Regions from separate parts of the Mus musculus genome. Here all the other regions are linked to region 1. The links are chromatin contacts, called in public Hi-C and promoter capture Hi-C maps. All regions are on one chromosome and are shown on one strand. The core of a region is the stretch at or near the end of the contact, and the rest is flanking DNA. Distances in the headings are between cores, read along the strand shown.

Region 1 (2,788 bases), core at 187-2,686:
AAATCGCTTGGGCAACTGAACCTGGGACTACGGAAGGCAGCTGAGCTGAGCTAACTCAGGCCGAGGTGTAACCATTCTCTTATGGACAAGCTAATAAGCAAGGCTGTAATTTAATTCCATTCCCTCAGGAAACACCCTGAAAGGGAAATCCAATTCAAAAGTGCTTAACTGGATGCAAGAAGTTTACAGTGACTCCCACCCTCTCCCATCTCTCTTCCATGCCTCTTCGTCAAAGGGACTGTGCTCTGATTTTCATAGGGGACTTACGCTCAGTTTGGGCATTTTCTCGGAGTAGAACTGACTCTGGGGTGGGGATTGGCTTCCCAGTAAAGAGTTTGCCTAGCACACAAGATAAAGATCTTGGGTTTGATCACCAGCAGCACCACAAAGAAAAACAAAAGCAGAAAGAGCTACGGTTTACTGGAAGCCGCCATGTCTGCAACCTTTTGTTGCCATGACCTCTACCACAAGAGCAGTTGGTTGTTGGTGATTTCTTGGAGGCTTGGGGCGGGGGGGGGGGGCGGTATTATTATGGCTATATATTCCTCAGTTATGCTGTGACAAAATCAACACTGTTTCTGGCTCCAAGGCTCAACACTCAAGCCTCGGTCCATAGCCAGTGTGTTCCTTGCTTAGCTAGGCCAGCATCTCTATTATTCATTCAACCCAAAGGTCTCAGAGCCCTGGCCAAAGTCCCTCTACAGCGTTTCCCTTTCTGGCTCACCACAAGCTCCCTGGGGCCCTGGCTCATCTTCCCTGTCTCATCTACTGTGGTCATGGGAAAAAGAAGAGTAAGTATTAGCCATGGAGCTTCTCCACAAATCGAAGGCAGCTAAGTGAACCCTCTGCTGGGTTCATTTCAGCCACCAGGGTATCCCCCTGAGGTCAAAGCTCAGGAGTCCTTATGTCAGCCCCAGATAATAGATAATCTGACATGTGAGCTAAGGCTGAGACCCTAATCTAGTCTCCTAGGGACAGGACTTCTCAGAGGATTTCCGAGGCGCATGCCAGATTTCATCCACGATACAGAGTACTTGTGTGCCTTAGTCACCTCTGTGGGGACGAATTCATGGAGGCTTTGCCACAGAGTTCATATCACACACATGTCATTGTAAAACTGACTGCCCAGAAGTCCGTGATTCAGCCTGTTTTAGCTCTTGTGGTCAGGACACACACAACTTGGCAACACCAGCCTTTCCCAATTTAAGATTTCCCTTGCTTCTAACCCAGATGGTTTGATTTTTGCTAAAATCCTTAGAGTCTCTCAACCAAAGAAACGTGAGGTGACCACTTACCCCAATGACTGACTTCCCCACCAGGGCGATTAGCAGCAGGACACGGAACACCAACATCCTGACAAATATCTGTGTAGTTGAAGGCCTCTCTGTTCTCTCCCTCTGCAGTTTCTCTTCTTGTCTATTCCTTTGGGGTGGGGGCTGGGGGGTGGGGAATGTCAGTCTCGAGGGATTCCGGAACGAATGGAGAGGATGCAAATTATTAACTAGGCATCAAATACTGTTTAATGTTTTGCAAACCAACTATCTTGATTAAACAAATGGCAACTTGGGGGTTGGGCAGAGTCAAGGGGTGCCTTGTCTTAGGCAAAAAAAAAAAAAAAAAAAAAAAAGTCTCCAAAGATAGCAGACAAAATAAAGAGCCGCATGGCTTGTGGGTGCAGGTAGGAGCTAGGGAATGTTCAATGCTGTAGGTCTGGATGTATGGGCGGCGTCTTAACCACAGGATAAAGGACTCCAGATCGGACAAGAACCTCTGCCACCTCTGAGATTACTGCTAGATTTCTGATCTCCAAATCTCAAGCAGAACTAAGACATGGACGGGCTCCTAATAACATCCCACTTTATATTCATGAACGATAAATTAAAGAATGCCAAACTGTTATTGACAAACATTGATCCTGGGCCCTTTGAAGTGCTGCCCACAGCAGCTTGTTGGCTTCAAAAGTTTTCTTTTAAATCTCATTACATAAGGCTTTTACTTTTAATTATTTCCCCCCCTTTAGTTGGAGACTTTCTTTGACCAGGGGGAGGATAAACAGCCGTGGTTCTCATCTTTGGGACAATTGTTCCCACTGCTCCTTACCTAGCAGCACAGGTTGCAGGCAGGCTACAGAAGCAGAAATGACCTGGGAAGGATAGATTCTTGTGGACTCAATCGATCTCAGCTAGAGCGGATCCCACGCTCCTGTCTGTCCACAATAATCTATGTATAGGCTCCAGCAATCCTCCAACCTGGTTCTTCAATGTAGGCTTGAAATGGTGCCAAATGACTCGTGCTTGATGCTTACGTCAGCCACCCCACAGGTCACATGCACTCACGGTGCTCAGCCAGAGGCTGCTCCTCCCTCTGGAAGCCAGTGACCATGGTGGTGAGCCCCACAGGCCCTGTGAAGGAACCTGAAGTCAAAGCCGCTCACTAGATGGGTTTTGCTATGCAAACTTCACAAAGCTGTCATGAGGAGAACATCTACGATCCCATCAATATCTCTTCTCTCTCTGCCCCCTTTGATGGAATGTTCATGAGGCTGAGGGAGATGAAGAGTGAGCTCCTAAGATAGGTGGACACTCAGTAGATTTAGGTGGGGGACATGAACAAGTAGGTGAACAATCGGTTGAACAGTTGGGTATTTGTCTCAAGATGAACATCCCAGGAGTAAGTAGGAGCAGATCCGTGTGAAGACCAAATTGACTGTGAAAAAGCAGAGAGAGAGAGAGAGAGAGAGAGTGTGTGTGTGTGTGTGTGTGTGTGTGTGTGTGTGTGTGCGTGAGAG
Region 2 (2,788 bases), core at 94-2,593, 850 kb after region 1:
TCTTAAGTTCCTGTTTAGCCAGTGTCCAAATTCATTTGAGTCAAGCCTGATTGGCTTCCAATTCAATACCTCAAGGTGCAAATCACTAGAGTGAGTCTTTGCCCTGAGTTACACAGCCAGCATGACAATAGAACTTGAGCAAAATAAGCCATAATTAATTAGCAGAAGCCTGAAGAGAATGTAGCCAGTGGACCTTCACATTTATTGACTGGATTAAAAACCGTTTAAATCTATTAACCAAGAAGACTTTGGACCTCAGATAATGATGTACTGTTTTAATCATAAGGTACATTTATAGGGTAAGCAGCTTTCCTTAGCAGGCTATTTGGATAATACTGTCAGGTAGTTCTATGTGACCAAACGATTTTTAAAATATTGATCCTCAATAAGTTTCCATGAAGGTTTTTCTCTAACGTGGAGGCTATCATGAAAATCATCCAAATAAGTTTTTACAAAATTAACATAAATATTGAAGTGAACTAGCCTGAACTCTGATGTTTACTGTTTGACATTTTGACCACAATTTCCCAGTGTATGCATCCCTTATGAACACATGTGAGTTCCAGCTTCATAAAGGCTAACACTGAAAACACTAACCATAAGTCTACAGAGATGTCTTAGAAACCCATTAGTGCTAATATTTCTATATTAAAACAACTGGAGTTCCACATTTACTTGAGGCATTTTAGATTTATTAACATTATTTTAAGGTTTATATGTTTAGGAAAACATTTCAGGTTGTAGGATCGACCTGGAGGAGATTTAGTCTCTGTCTGCCTTAATATTTTTAAGCTCTTACCATTTAAGCCTTCAGTGACCTTAGCTCAAGTTTGTCAAACTTTTGCATATCAGTTGTTCATTTTTTAAAGCAATAGCCAAGGTGTGAACTCTGCCACTGTGGACCTGCCTAAGTAAAAGATTTGAAAAAATAGAATTCATTTCTGAAATGAATAGCAGGTACTGGGCAGGCTGAAGTCAGAGGACAGCTAAGCTCAGCTCTGCTCTTAAGAAGGAGGAAGTGTGCTGGAGTTAATGACTTGATACTCAACTGCGCGTGCCGACTAAAATGCTCACATTTAAGTGTTCTTTGGGGAAGGCTTTGGTTGGTGTGACTGTGGTTCGAGGAGCCGACACCCACACTTTCCTGCTCTTCCCACTCTGTTTTATAAACAGGTTTAATTTTAATGTGTTTGTGTGCACATGAAGATGTATAAAGTGTGTGCAAAGGCCAAAACGGTCATCAGATGCCCTTTGGCCATCAGATGGACCTGGAGTTACAGGTGACTCTGAGCTTCCTGCCATGAGTAATAGGCATGGGATTCAGTTATTTGTTGTTTTAAAGGTAGCAAGCATCCTTCACGACTGAGTCATCTCTCCAGCCCCGGTTCTTCACATTCTCAATAGTTTCTCATCCAGGCATTCCCATGGATATGGCCCAGATCCCACAAATGGGGCTTTGTACTTTTATGTTTTGTTTTGTTTGTAATGTTATAAAAAGGCAACTCTTTTAACAGTATTTGAACAGTACTAGGCCACTGAGTGATATGAGTTGTGATCATTTGTGCTCTCTCAAAATTGAAACCCAATTTCAGATGTGTCCATTCAGTTTTCCAAAGTCCTTCACAAAGTCACTGCTAAGAGAGAAAAAGGCACCATTTTTATTGACTAAGTGACAGCCAATGGCACACCCCATGCTTTTACTTAAAACACTTGACACACCATATCCTTGTTTTGTGATAGAAGAAGAGGTGAATTCTTTAAGACCTAATTTCTTGGCTAAAGAATGGAGTAATTAATGATTGCATTTAAGAGAACTGCCTGATAACTATAAAATTCCCACATACAAATTAATGCTTACATTAAAAACAGAGTAAATGAATGCCAGGTCAGGATGTTAGCCTAGACCTTCTGAATATTATCTCAATGGCTTAGGCAGAGCAGACTCGCTGACTAGTCTTTACTAACATTCAATATTTACTGTCATCAGGCATTGTTGACTCTGGCTACTCTTTGGTTAGTATTTTCCTTTTTAAAGCATCCTGGGCTATTCTATCTCTGTACCTTTGTTTAAGTGGTTTCTCTCCACCTTGTCCTTGAGTTCATAAATCTAAATATTACTTAGTGTCCCAAACCTAGGCTCACCTTCATGCTGTCTCTTTCTCCACTGAAGGTTTTCCAAACCTTGACCCTGGAGATGAGTGGTTCCCTTCAATCTCATTCTCCCAAAATGGCTACACCAGTCAGGGTCTGCTAAGTACTACACATACCAGCCTGGTGTATACTGAGTTTCACCCACTTTATTAGATCATATATATGGAACATTTCCCTTCTGTACAGCATAAGTTTAGAAGCTGGAGATATAAGAGAGAACAAAACAGATCTGTTCTCATGGACATTATTTTCTTTTTGTTTTATTAGATATTTTCTTTATTTCCATTTCAAATATTATCCCCTTTCCTGGTTTCCCCTTTGAAAACCCCTATCCCTTCTCCCCAACCCTGCTCACCAACCCACCCACTCCCGCTTCCTGGCCCTGGAATTCCTCTACACTAGCGCATAGAGGCTTCACAGGACCAAGGACCTCTCCTCCCATTGATGCCTGACAAGGCTATCCTCTGCTACATATGCAGCTGGAGCCATGAGCCCCACCATCTGTACTCTTTGGTTGGTGGTTTAGTCCCTGGGAGCTCTGGGGGGTAGTGGGTGGTTCACATTGTTGTTCCTCCTATGGGGCTGCAAACCACTTGAGTTCCTTGGGTCCTTTCTCTAGTTCTGCCAATGGGGACCC
Region 3 (2,788 bases), core at 122-2,621, 750 kb after region 1:
CAAGGATCAATTAAATTTAAATCAGAGTGCCGAGTACATGTGTGTGTCTATAATGGCATCTTATGTGGATAATTGCTTTATATGTTCGATTGCTTTAAACCCATTTTTACATTTATATTATTTTTCAGGAGCAGCTGAATTTTAGGGAGGTAAATAATAAACAAGGCTATTGTGGCTCTGGAAATGACATTCTTTTATTTTACTACCTAGGATTGACTCGACGGTGTAAAATGCTATTAGGAGAAAGAATGGCCAAGTCTGAATGAGAGCATGTATTTCATCGTGAAGATAAAAGTCTTTCTTCTCTCTAGTGAATACAGGTAATTTCAGAAGCAGCGACTCCTAATTATTCAGTGTTGAAAAGCTAAAAAAAAAAGGTTCACATTGAAAACAGTGACCTCCAGTTTGCTCTGTGAATGAAGACAGACACAAATTCTCATTTTCCTGGAATCCTGGTTGATAAGTGAGTTGGGGAAATGCATGCATTTCTTCATTACAGTGCAGTCGACTGTTCATTTAAATAACAATGACGGGCATAAAAGCCACAGCCGCATTATCTAGCAGTTCTACTGTGTTGAAACGCATTATTAGAGTGAACAATGCCAAGTACAGTAAATAAATGGCTGTCCCTCATTTTAGCATTATTCCTGCTTGCTTAGCTTTGTGAGAGGGCACCATCATTACGATGGCTGCATTCAACACCTTGGCCAACACCATTCACATGCATAACTCTTGAGCTGGGTTTACAAGTAGTTACGGTCTTTTCTAGCTCACGGAAAGCGAGGGGGAAGTCACCCCACCCGGTACTTAGGTATCAGGTAGTTTCAACGGAAAATAGTTGCAGAAATCAATGTTTGTTCACTGTGTCTGTGTTAAAACGGAAGCCTCCATTAGGGACAGCACACACAATAGGCTGGTTTAAAGTTGTGAAGTCTGTACCCACAATCCGACTTGAAATCAACTGTGTAAGAACTTGCTATTGGTTCTGCCTTTCACGTCAAAGTAGACACCGTCCTTTACTTTCTCTTCCATTGCCTGAAATGACTAGTGTCTTAGCCCAAAGCTCCAGGCAAACTTGGCTCTGAGTGCATCTTCTGTCTCCCAAACGTAGGAAAAATAAAAGAAGCTATTTGGAATGATTTGGTCTTGAGTCTCCAGCTTGCACACTTAAGGTGACCTGGGGTACAGTATGTGACAGAGGAAGAGGAGAGAACTTGAGCAGGCGAGGCCGTCACAGACAACACAAGCTTGCAGCATGTCTTTCCAGCCAGGCTTCCAGACATGCGCATGAAGTCACAGACAAGACTTCCTATGAATCAACAAGCATCGTCCTCATCCAGTCATGATTCAGAGTTTATCATTCTTTAGCAGTGAGTCACTTTCTCCCCACCCTCATTGAACCTCTAGATTTTCTGTACAGCAAAGCTCAGGGCAGGAAGAAGTGCAGTGCACAGTTTGAAGCTGTGTTTGGGTAGCAAGCCCGGCCCTGTCCCTCACTGGGTTTGTGCAGAGTGCCCACCCATAGCCCCTGCCTTGCCATTCCATGCTGCTGTTCGTAGCCCTGCTCTAATGCTCCTTTATCCAGCTTCTTCATCTCAGGCCAGGCATCCCACGGCAGCAAGTGCAACACAGTTAAGAACACCCCTGTGCATGCCTGCTGCTGTGCCTCTCCAAAATTTATATCATGTAAAGTTTCTCACTAGACAGATGCCCCCTCCCCATTTTACCAGATCTTTACTCTGCCATGACTTCATGTGGGTGAAGGAAGCCTGAGACAAGAGGGCTGGCTGCACAGGATGGATGGGAGGAGTGTCCCACATGTTTCAAATGTTTCTTGCTCTTTCTTGATCCCAACCGGAACCTCTCTTTACCCTGTGAACTCTTAGAAAAACGATGCATCCCTTCCTTCCCTGGCATCTTCCCTTGAGTGGGACCTTATGGGACCCATACCTTCTCCTTGGACTCATCTCCTCTCTGGGGAGCCTAGGAGGTCCGCTCCCAGCTGGTGCGCTCCTGTGTTGATGCACATCCTGACTGCTGAGATGAGCTCTTCACAAGTTTGCAGTTTGCTTGACAAAGCAGCTGCCTTGCCAGGCTTTGGTGTACTTACAAAGTAGTTAGTGGTTCAGAAATCTCTTCCCTGGGGTTAGCAGCCTGCCTCCAACACGTGTACAAGGCCCTGGTCTCAGATACGAGCAACAAGTGACATCAACAGGCACTGCAAAGATGCAGGGTAGCCTGCCAAAGTCTTCAGAAGCTTACTGTGCCCTTGAAGTGGGTCATCCTCAGGAGCTGTCGCTTTTCATCTACCCAGCAGGTGTGTGTCATCAAATAAATATCATAAAATGTCTTCCAGTCTGCAACAAATATCTGGCAAGGAAAAGAGGCGCGAGGGCCTGCTGCCTATCGTGCTTGACGGAGGTGCGCCTCCAGAGATGCCCTTCCTAAAAATGGGAAAAAGCAGTATTTTATGAGCTAAAGGTTTCCTACCCCTGTTATTTTGGCCTTCTCTCCCGTTTATCCACTCTCCTCATCCTCTCAGCCAGCAAGTTTCCTAAAGTACTCTCAGGGCTGTAAGTTCATAAGTGTTCAACAAAGGAGACCCTCGAAGCTCGGTGCCACAAAACTATATTTCCCCTCAAAGTCCGTTAGTTTAAAAAAAAAAGTAGGTCAACTGGTTTTCTTGGTTTTCATCATCACCATGGTTTAAAGTTTAAATTATTGATGCTCTTTTCCTTATGTTGGAAGCATTAGGAGACAGTAAAACAGAGAGCTTGTAAATTGCATA
Region 4 (2,788 bases), core at 127-2,626, 730 kb after region 1:
AGGGAACAGTCTGCACACAAAAAAGGCCTTTAAAAGTTTAGCCTGGTTATTGTGCTAGGACACGTGTCATCTTCACCATCTTCTGAACGGTAACGAATCTCATGGGAATCTCCAAGTATTTAGTGAGTGTTCTGCCTGCTTCATCACTGCAGACTCAGAGTGTGGGGACGAAAAGGGAGCATGATGTCATCTGGAGCCACGGTACGCTTGGTGCCTGCCTCCCTCTGAAAGCATCCATGTGAGTTCGTCCAACACCTACCTGCTTTCTAGCTGGGGCGGTTTTGTCAGCAAGGAGGCATCTCACTGTAAGCCCCAATGTGTGTCAGGTAATCTCAAGTCGCTAGCTCCTACTCAAGCTTTTGGGAGTTACAAGCGTGTGTGTGTGTGTGTGTGTGTGTGTGTGTGTGTGTGTGTGATCGATTTCCCACAGAGCAACCTTTGTGAGGTTGAAGAGAACTCATTGCTCACCTCTCTCTTGGATGCACTGAGTATGTATAGATCTCCCCAGCTCTGCACCTTGGGGCAGTGGTGGGCTTCTATCAGAAGATACAGCTATGACCCGATGCCTTTTCCAGGCTTTGGAGTTTGGCTCTAGCTCTGCTGCCTGCCTCACACGACACAAGTTTATTCCTTCTATTTACTCCCTCACCCGTCAAACTGTCTCCCCACCCAACATGTATTCAAATCTAGTATACCGGGTACGGTACCATTGTGGGGAATAGGGTTCGAGGGGGAGGCCAAGATTTTTGGCAACATGTTTGTTTATATGACTTATACCCCAGCCACAGGAACTCAGAACTCTTAAAAAAGCTATACAAAGTCAGAGAAGGAGACAAATGTTAGTAAGAGAGATGGGGAAAGGCTTCCTCCAGAGGGGCATTAAAGTGAAAACTGAACGGAAAGAAAAAGATATCCACATCTTTGCAGTTTTCAGTACATGTATGTTAAGCAGGATCACCCCCAAAATAAAGCCATGGGTAAATTCTGTCTCCCACTTGTGGCACTCAAAGCCGCTCCTTGACCCTGTTTTCTGTGGCCTGTGAGCAGGGTGCTTTTCGCCAGGATTTCAACTAAGGAAGGTCTGGTAGTGCTCAGAGTGCCATAGGAAAGCCAAGGGCCACAGGGACAGAATATTAATCTCAGCTCAGTTGAGTAGGGGAAGAGCAGAGTATTTAAACGGGAAGCCAGCTCAGACTCCACGAACAGGCATTGTGTGTCTGACCAATTAAACTTTCTCTCATTTTTAACAGCTTTGTTTATGAAGCCCACATTGAAAATTAAATGTTTATGATGATTTTGGGGGAGGTGAGGTCCAGGGCTTGGCACAGCATTGATTAATAACTTGTGGACGGCTGGTGTGAGGAAGCTGGCTTTGAGTTCACTGTAAACGATACATTGGTAGAGAGTTCAGCTATTTGTAGGCTCGAGGCTTGCCAATTTGTAATTAGTTACAGATTTTCAATTTTGTCTCTGCAAGAAAAATAGTTTTATTTGCATTGTTTACTTGGCATTTAATTTAAGAGGAATGCAACTGATTGTTTTTAAAGACGTGGATTTGGAGGGTTGGGAACAATGAACAGCGGCGTTTGCACGTGGCCTGTGCATCTACATTGTGTGCAGTAGAGCAAGTGCACAGAGCCTGGCCGGGACTCAATCAACCTATTGCGCAACCTCAAAATGGCCCCTGGACAATTTGTCGGTTTAAAAAAAAAAAGATTTCTGGCAACTGAGTATAAAACTCTTGAGATCTGTAAGAAACAGAATGGGGGTTGGGTTGCAATAAAGTTACATTTTCTAATTGAACCTGGTAAACCACCGTGGTAACTTAAATTCAACAAATGACCAAAGTAATTAGGACTTTGAATGTTAGTCCTTGTTACTGTACCTCCTATCTGGGACTCGGGCTCCTTACTGGCCATAGCTTTTTCTTTGGAGAAGGGAATTTAAATCCTGCGAGTAATTATTGATTGAAGAGCTACACACTAGTTGTTGCTACTAGAGACATGAAGATGGGGAAGCGAGATCTGGTGGGCAATGGGAAGAGACTTATAAAGATTCCCAACTACAGACTGTCACAGGCTATTCAGATGCGATGCTAACTTAGACACTGGGGCTAAAGAGAAGAGCTCTTTCTGACAGGCAGATCAGGAGGAAGGTGAAGTGTGGCAGCTGCTGGGGCTGAGAGGATTCTTGCAGGAAGACCGTTGATTGCCGAGGAGGACGCAGGCTGCACAAAGAGATGCAGGAGCAAGTGAGCCTTAGGTGTCAGAGACCTGCGAGCAGCCCGGGGTGGCTGGACCAGAGCTTATCAGAGGAGTCACTGACACCGAGGAGCGGAGGGAGGGCCACGTTGTGGAGAGTTGATTTGCGAGGCCACAGTAAGGACTGCGGTGTCCATTCTGAAGGACGGAGGAGGGAACTGAGCAGGGCAGCGACTCTGTTAGATGTCTTTGCTTGAGAAAGACCAGCTTGAGAATGACCAGTATCAGAAAAGGGCAGCAGTAGGCAGTATAATGTCATCAATATAGTGCACCAATGTGATATTTTGTGGAAGATCCAAACGATCAAGATCCCTTCTAACTACTGAACAATTGTTGGGAATTGGGCTGCCGACTGTAAGTCATCAATAAATTCCTTTACTATCTAGAGACTATCCATAAGTTCTGTGACTCTAGAGAACCCTGACTAATACAGAAGTTGGTACCAGGAGTGGTTCTAGAGTAACAGAAGTACAAGGATGAATCTTTTAAAATACTGGAATTGGCTTGTTGATCCACCAGCACTTTCA
Region 5 (2,788 bases), core at 105-2,604, 590 kb before region 1:
GAACAGGCAGTGGTAAACATTTGTCCAAGTGTATAGAATGTGTGAGTCCTCAACTGTGGAGTTTGAAGGCTCAGCACTTTTAACAAATCCCATGTAGTGGGAGATGGTAATAGAACAGGTTGGGGCGGGCGGGGCAGAAGGTATATGCAAAGTCTTTGTACCTCTGCTCAGTTTGGCTATTAACTATAAAGCTAGCCCTCGGGTTTTCCCATCCATTCAACCACAGAAACACCGGCCTCTGGCTGGCTTGTTCCATAGTCTGCTGAAGGTGGGGGTGAATTGGTTTGTCTTTAAGTTCTGGGTGGGTAGACCCAAATCAGATTTGACAAGAAATACTTCCTTGATGGATTTTCAGGCACACTGGGGATGATAGAGGGAGGAGTCCTTCTGTATCCCTGGGCTTTGCCTCAGAATCAAGTCTAGAACATTCCATGCCCTGGAAGGTAGCTTTGAGCTAACCATCCAGACGCTTTCCGTTTCTTTCTCAATAAGACCATTTCGGAGCAAAGGAGACTTTGAAGTTTTAGGACTGAATCCACAGGCATTCAGAGGGCTCTCCGTTTATTTAACCAAGGGAGCATATAGTGGGATGCCATACCACTAACAATCATCCCCTCCCTTCCCTAGTGCGGTCCTTACTGAGAAGTCCAGGCTGATGCCGGCAGGCAACGCTGTAAGCAAACACAGCAGAGCATCATCCGCTCCTTTGCCTCTGTCTAGAGCTCAGACTTTTAAATCACGGATTCACAATGTGCTGAGCCCCTCCCACTTTATCTCTGCCCGCCACTGACGTCTGGTCCTGGGCAAGCTGGAAAAGGGCAAAGAACAGGGCCGAGCCAGGTGATGTTTGCTGCGGGGAGCCCGAAGGCAAGCATGTCTCTCCCAGGCGTGCGTTCTGCGAAAAGCAGAACCCCTGTCTCGCTCTCAGAGCAGCGAACTTCCCTCGAGTTCTTCAGGAAGTGACTTATTTGAAAGGACGAGGCTGTCTGTCTAGGAAACCCGGTTGAAATGCTGTAGCACCTGAGTGCTCATAATACGGAGTGATGAGCAAGTTCCCAAAGCTTTTTATCAAAACTCCAGCCCCTTCTGCAGTGGCCAGGGAAGGGGTCCCCACTACGGCGCCAGGCCGCTCGCGTTTCTCCATCCGCAGCCTGTCCCCCGGCCCCCACCTCCCAGGCCAGCACCCCTTACCTGGTGCGACGCCGCGTGCGCTCTCCGGGATGGCGTTCTTCCAGGCCGGCCGCTTAGGTGCGCGAGGACAAAGCGAACAAAGCCGGCGGCACTCGGCTTGGCTGGGCAGGTAGGGGCGCGGGCTCAGGCCTGGGGTTCCACACGCTCGCTCGCTCACTGGCAAGGGTGCGCCCAGTCCTCCGCCCCGCCCCGCCCCAGTTGTTGGAAGGCGTGGGCTCCCACCCGCGGAGCGCACAGCTGCTCTGCCCGCGGCGTAGGCTGGGCTCCGTTCGGGGGGCGCTGCGGCTCGCAGCCACGTGGGGCACCTGTTGGTCTCTCCCAGCAGAGGCGGGACGGGCCGCTCGGATGCAGCCTGTGAGGATCCGGACGTTCGGCGTGAGGGCGGCGCAACTATTGCTCCAGGGAACCGCGCCCGCCTCGTCCCTCGCCCTGCCCGGCGACCCGCGACCCACGACCCACGGACCGCAGCATCATCAACACTTCCGAGCGACCTGGCCGCTGCAAGCGGTGCGGCTGTGGTCACAGAGAGTGTTGGCTACTCCGCAGGTTTTATCGATTCCACCCTTGAGGAAATGTTGACTTTGGCATCGTTTCCATTTGTCTTCTGCTTTTTGCCAACCGGCCTGTTAGTTCTTGCAGGTGAGTGGTTATTGGGCAGCATTCGCCTTTTAACTTAGAGGGTGCCAGGTATTTGTCACAGAACAAACAACGGTGTCCCTTCTGGCAGGTGCTCCGTGCAGATAAACCCTCAAATCATTTTTATACTTAATCAAAACTACATATTGTGTGCTCATTGGAAAAGTTTACAAAATAGAAAACAAGAGAAAGCAAATAGAAAAGCCACTGGTACTCAGCTGCAGACCACTGGGGAAAAGCTTTCATTTCCTCCTTCAAAACCTTAGTTTCTTCCATTGATGCTTGATCATCCACACCTGAGTTGAACATCTGCAGTTTGGGCCGTTGTAACTCTGCTCTACCTATATACACCATTTGCTACTGCTTAATGCTGAGGCCTTAAGTTTAACACTCCAATCAGGTATCTCGGTGGGGCGGCCCAATTACATTTGGAAACTAGTAAATTTCCTAGACTACAAGTTATATACAAGAATTCCATTTTTCACACTTGTGTTTGTGTGTGCAGGTGCATCATCACATGTGAAGACATAGGAGGATCTGGGGGGAGTTTTGTTTTTTGTTGTTGGGTTTTTGTTCATTTTGTTTTTCTTCCACCACATGGTTTTTGAAGATTGAAATCACATTGGCAATCTTGAGGGCAAGTAAGTGCCTTTGCCAGCTAGGCTATCTCCCTGACCAAGGTCTGTTGTTTTTAACATAACTGTCTTCCAGGAAGCTCATCTGTTCCCTATTTTTTGCGCTTTCCCCCAGTATTCCTGTAAATGCCAACCTGCCAGGTAAATACTCCATTTTGTATTTTTACACATTCTTTGTATTTAACATCTCTCTGTTGCATTTCATTCTGTAGTTCTCGGATGGTTTCCAACTCGTCCTGTCTGAGAGCTTTCGGGGAAATTGGCACCTGGCAGCTTTGATGTTGCAAACTTCACTGGAGAGGGGAAAGGTTATTATATGTTTCTTT

The links. Promoter capture Hi-C pulls out the DNA fragments that hold promoters and counts their contacts. A called contact is a pair of places that touch in the nucleus more often than the background predicts.
Region 2: a promoter capture Hi-C map of the SN4741 cell line shows a contact between it and region 1, with 4 times the contacts expected there. The contact joins the enhancer-like site here to the promoter of Habp2 in region 1. A contact is called at or near these places in 9 of 39 promoter capture datasets (the SN4741 cell line, cranial neural crest, embryonic stem cells and 6 more) and 1 of 9 other capture datasets (embryonic stem cells).
Region 3: a Hi-C map of myocytes shows a contact between it and region 1, with 2.4 times the contacts expected there. The contact joins the enhancer-like site here to the promoter of Habp2 in region 1. A contact is called at or near these places in 14 of 39 promoter capture datasets (the 3T3-L1 cell line, 3T3-L1-derived adipocytes, the SN4741 cell line and 8 more), 3 of 484 Hi-C or Micro-C datasets (cranial neural crest, myocytes and palatal mesenchyme), 3 of 115 datasets of contacts at active chromatin or transcription factors (differentiating embryonic stem cells, embryonic basal ganglia and embryonic stem cells) and 1 of 9 other capture datasets (embryonic stem cells).
Region 4: a promoter capture Hi-C map of 3T3-L1-derived adipocytes shows a contact between it and region 1, with 6 times the contacts expected there. The contact joins the enhancer-like site here to the promoter of Habp2 in region 1. A contact is called at or near these places in 7 of 39 promoter capture datasets (the 3T3-L1 cell line, 3T3-L1-derived adipocytes, the SN4741 cell line and 4 more) and 3 of 115 datasets of contacts at active chromatin or transcription factors (differentiating embryonic stem cells, embryonic basal ganglia and embryonic stem cells).
Region 5: a promoter capture Hi-C map of liver shows a contact between it and region 1, with 2.3 times the contacts expected there. The contact joins the promoter of Vwa2 here to the promoter of Habp2 in region 1.

What each region holds. Positions count from the first base shown.
Region 1 is chr19:56,286,560-56,289,347 of GRCm38.p6, reverse strand. Habp2 (hyaluronic acid binding protein 2) reads right to left here and starts at 1,436. Exons shown (of 13, transcript NM_001329935.1): 1 at 1,296-1,436. The coding sequence starts at 1,352. It overlaps Gm32257 (a long non-coding RNA gene), which reads left to right and starts at 678. Exons shown (of 5, transcript XR_877947.3): 1 at 678-791.
Region 2 is chr19:55,439,131-55,441,918 of GRCm38.p6, reverse strand. All of the region lies in intron 5 of Vti1a (vesicle transport through interaction with t-SNAREs 1A), which reads right to left. Among named protein-coding and RNA genes, the nearest start is that of Vti1a, 120 kb to the right of the region's middle. Within about 2 kb of position 1,343, at least 31 of the 459 cell types and tissues checked have an H3K27ac peak or open chromatin away from gene starts, as enhancers often do. A contact at or near this core is called in the SN4741 cell line, where this site is marked.
Region 3 is chr19:55,541,229-55,544,016 of GRCm38.p6, reverse strand. The region is part of intron 7 of Vti1a (vesicle transport through interaction with t-SNAREs 1A); the gene reads right to left. Among named protein-coding and RNA genes, the nearest start is that of Gm41871, 160 kb to the left of the region's middle. Within about 2 kb of position 1,371, at least 99 of the 459 cell types and tissues checked have an H3K27ac peak or open chromatin away from gene starts, as enhancers often do. A contact at or near this core is called in the SN4741 cell line, embryonic stem cells, myocytes and 1 more, where this site is marked.
Region 4 is chr19:55,559,074-55,561,861 of GRCm38.p6, reverse strand. All of the region lies in intron 7 of Vti1a (vesicle transport through interaction with t-SNAREs 1A), which reads right to left. Among named protein-coding and RNA genes, the nearest start is that of Gm41871, 140 kb to the left of the region's middle. Within about 2 kb of position 1,376, at least 4 of the 459 cell types and tissues checked have an H3K27ac peak or open chromatin away from gene starts, as enhancers often do. A contact at or near this core is called in 3T3-L1-derived adipocytes, where this site is marked.
Region 5 is chr19:56,872,982-56,875,769 of GRCm38.p6, reverse strand. It overlaps Vwa2 (von Willebrand factor A domain containing 2), which reads right to left and starts at 1,354. Exons shown (of 14, transcript NM_172840.2): 1 at 1,192-1,354.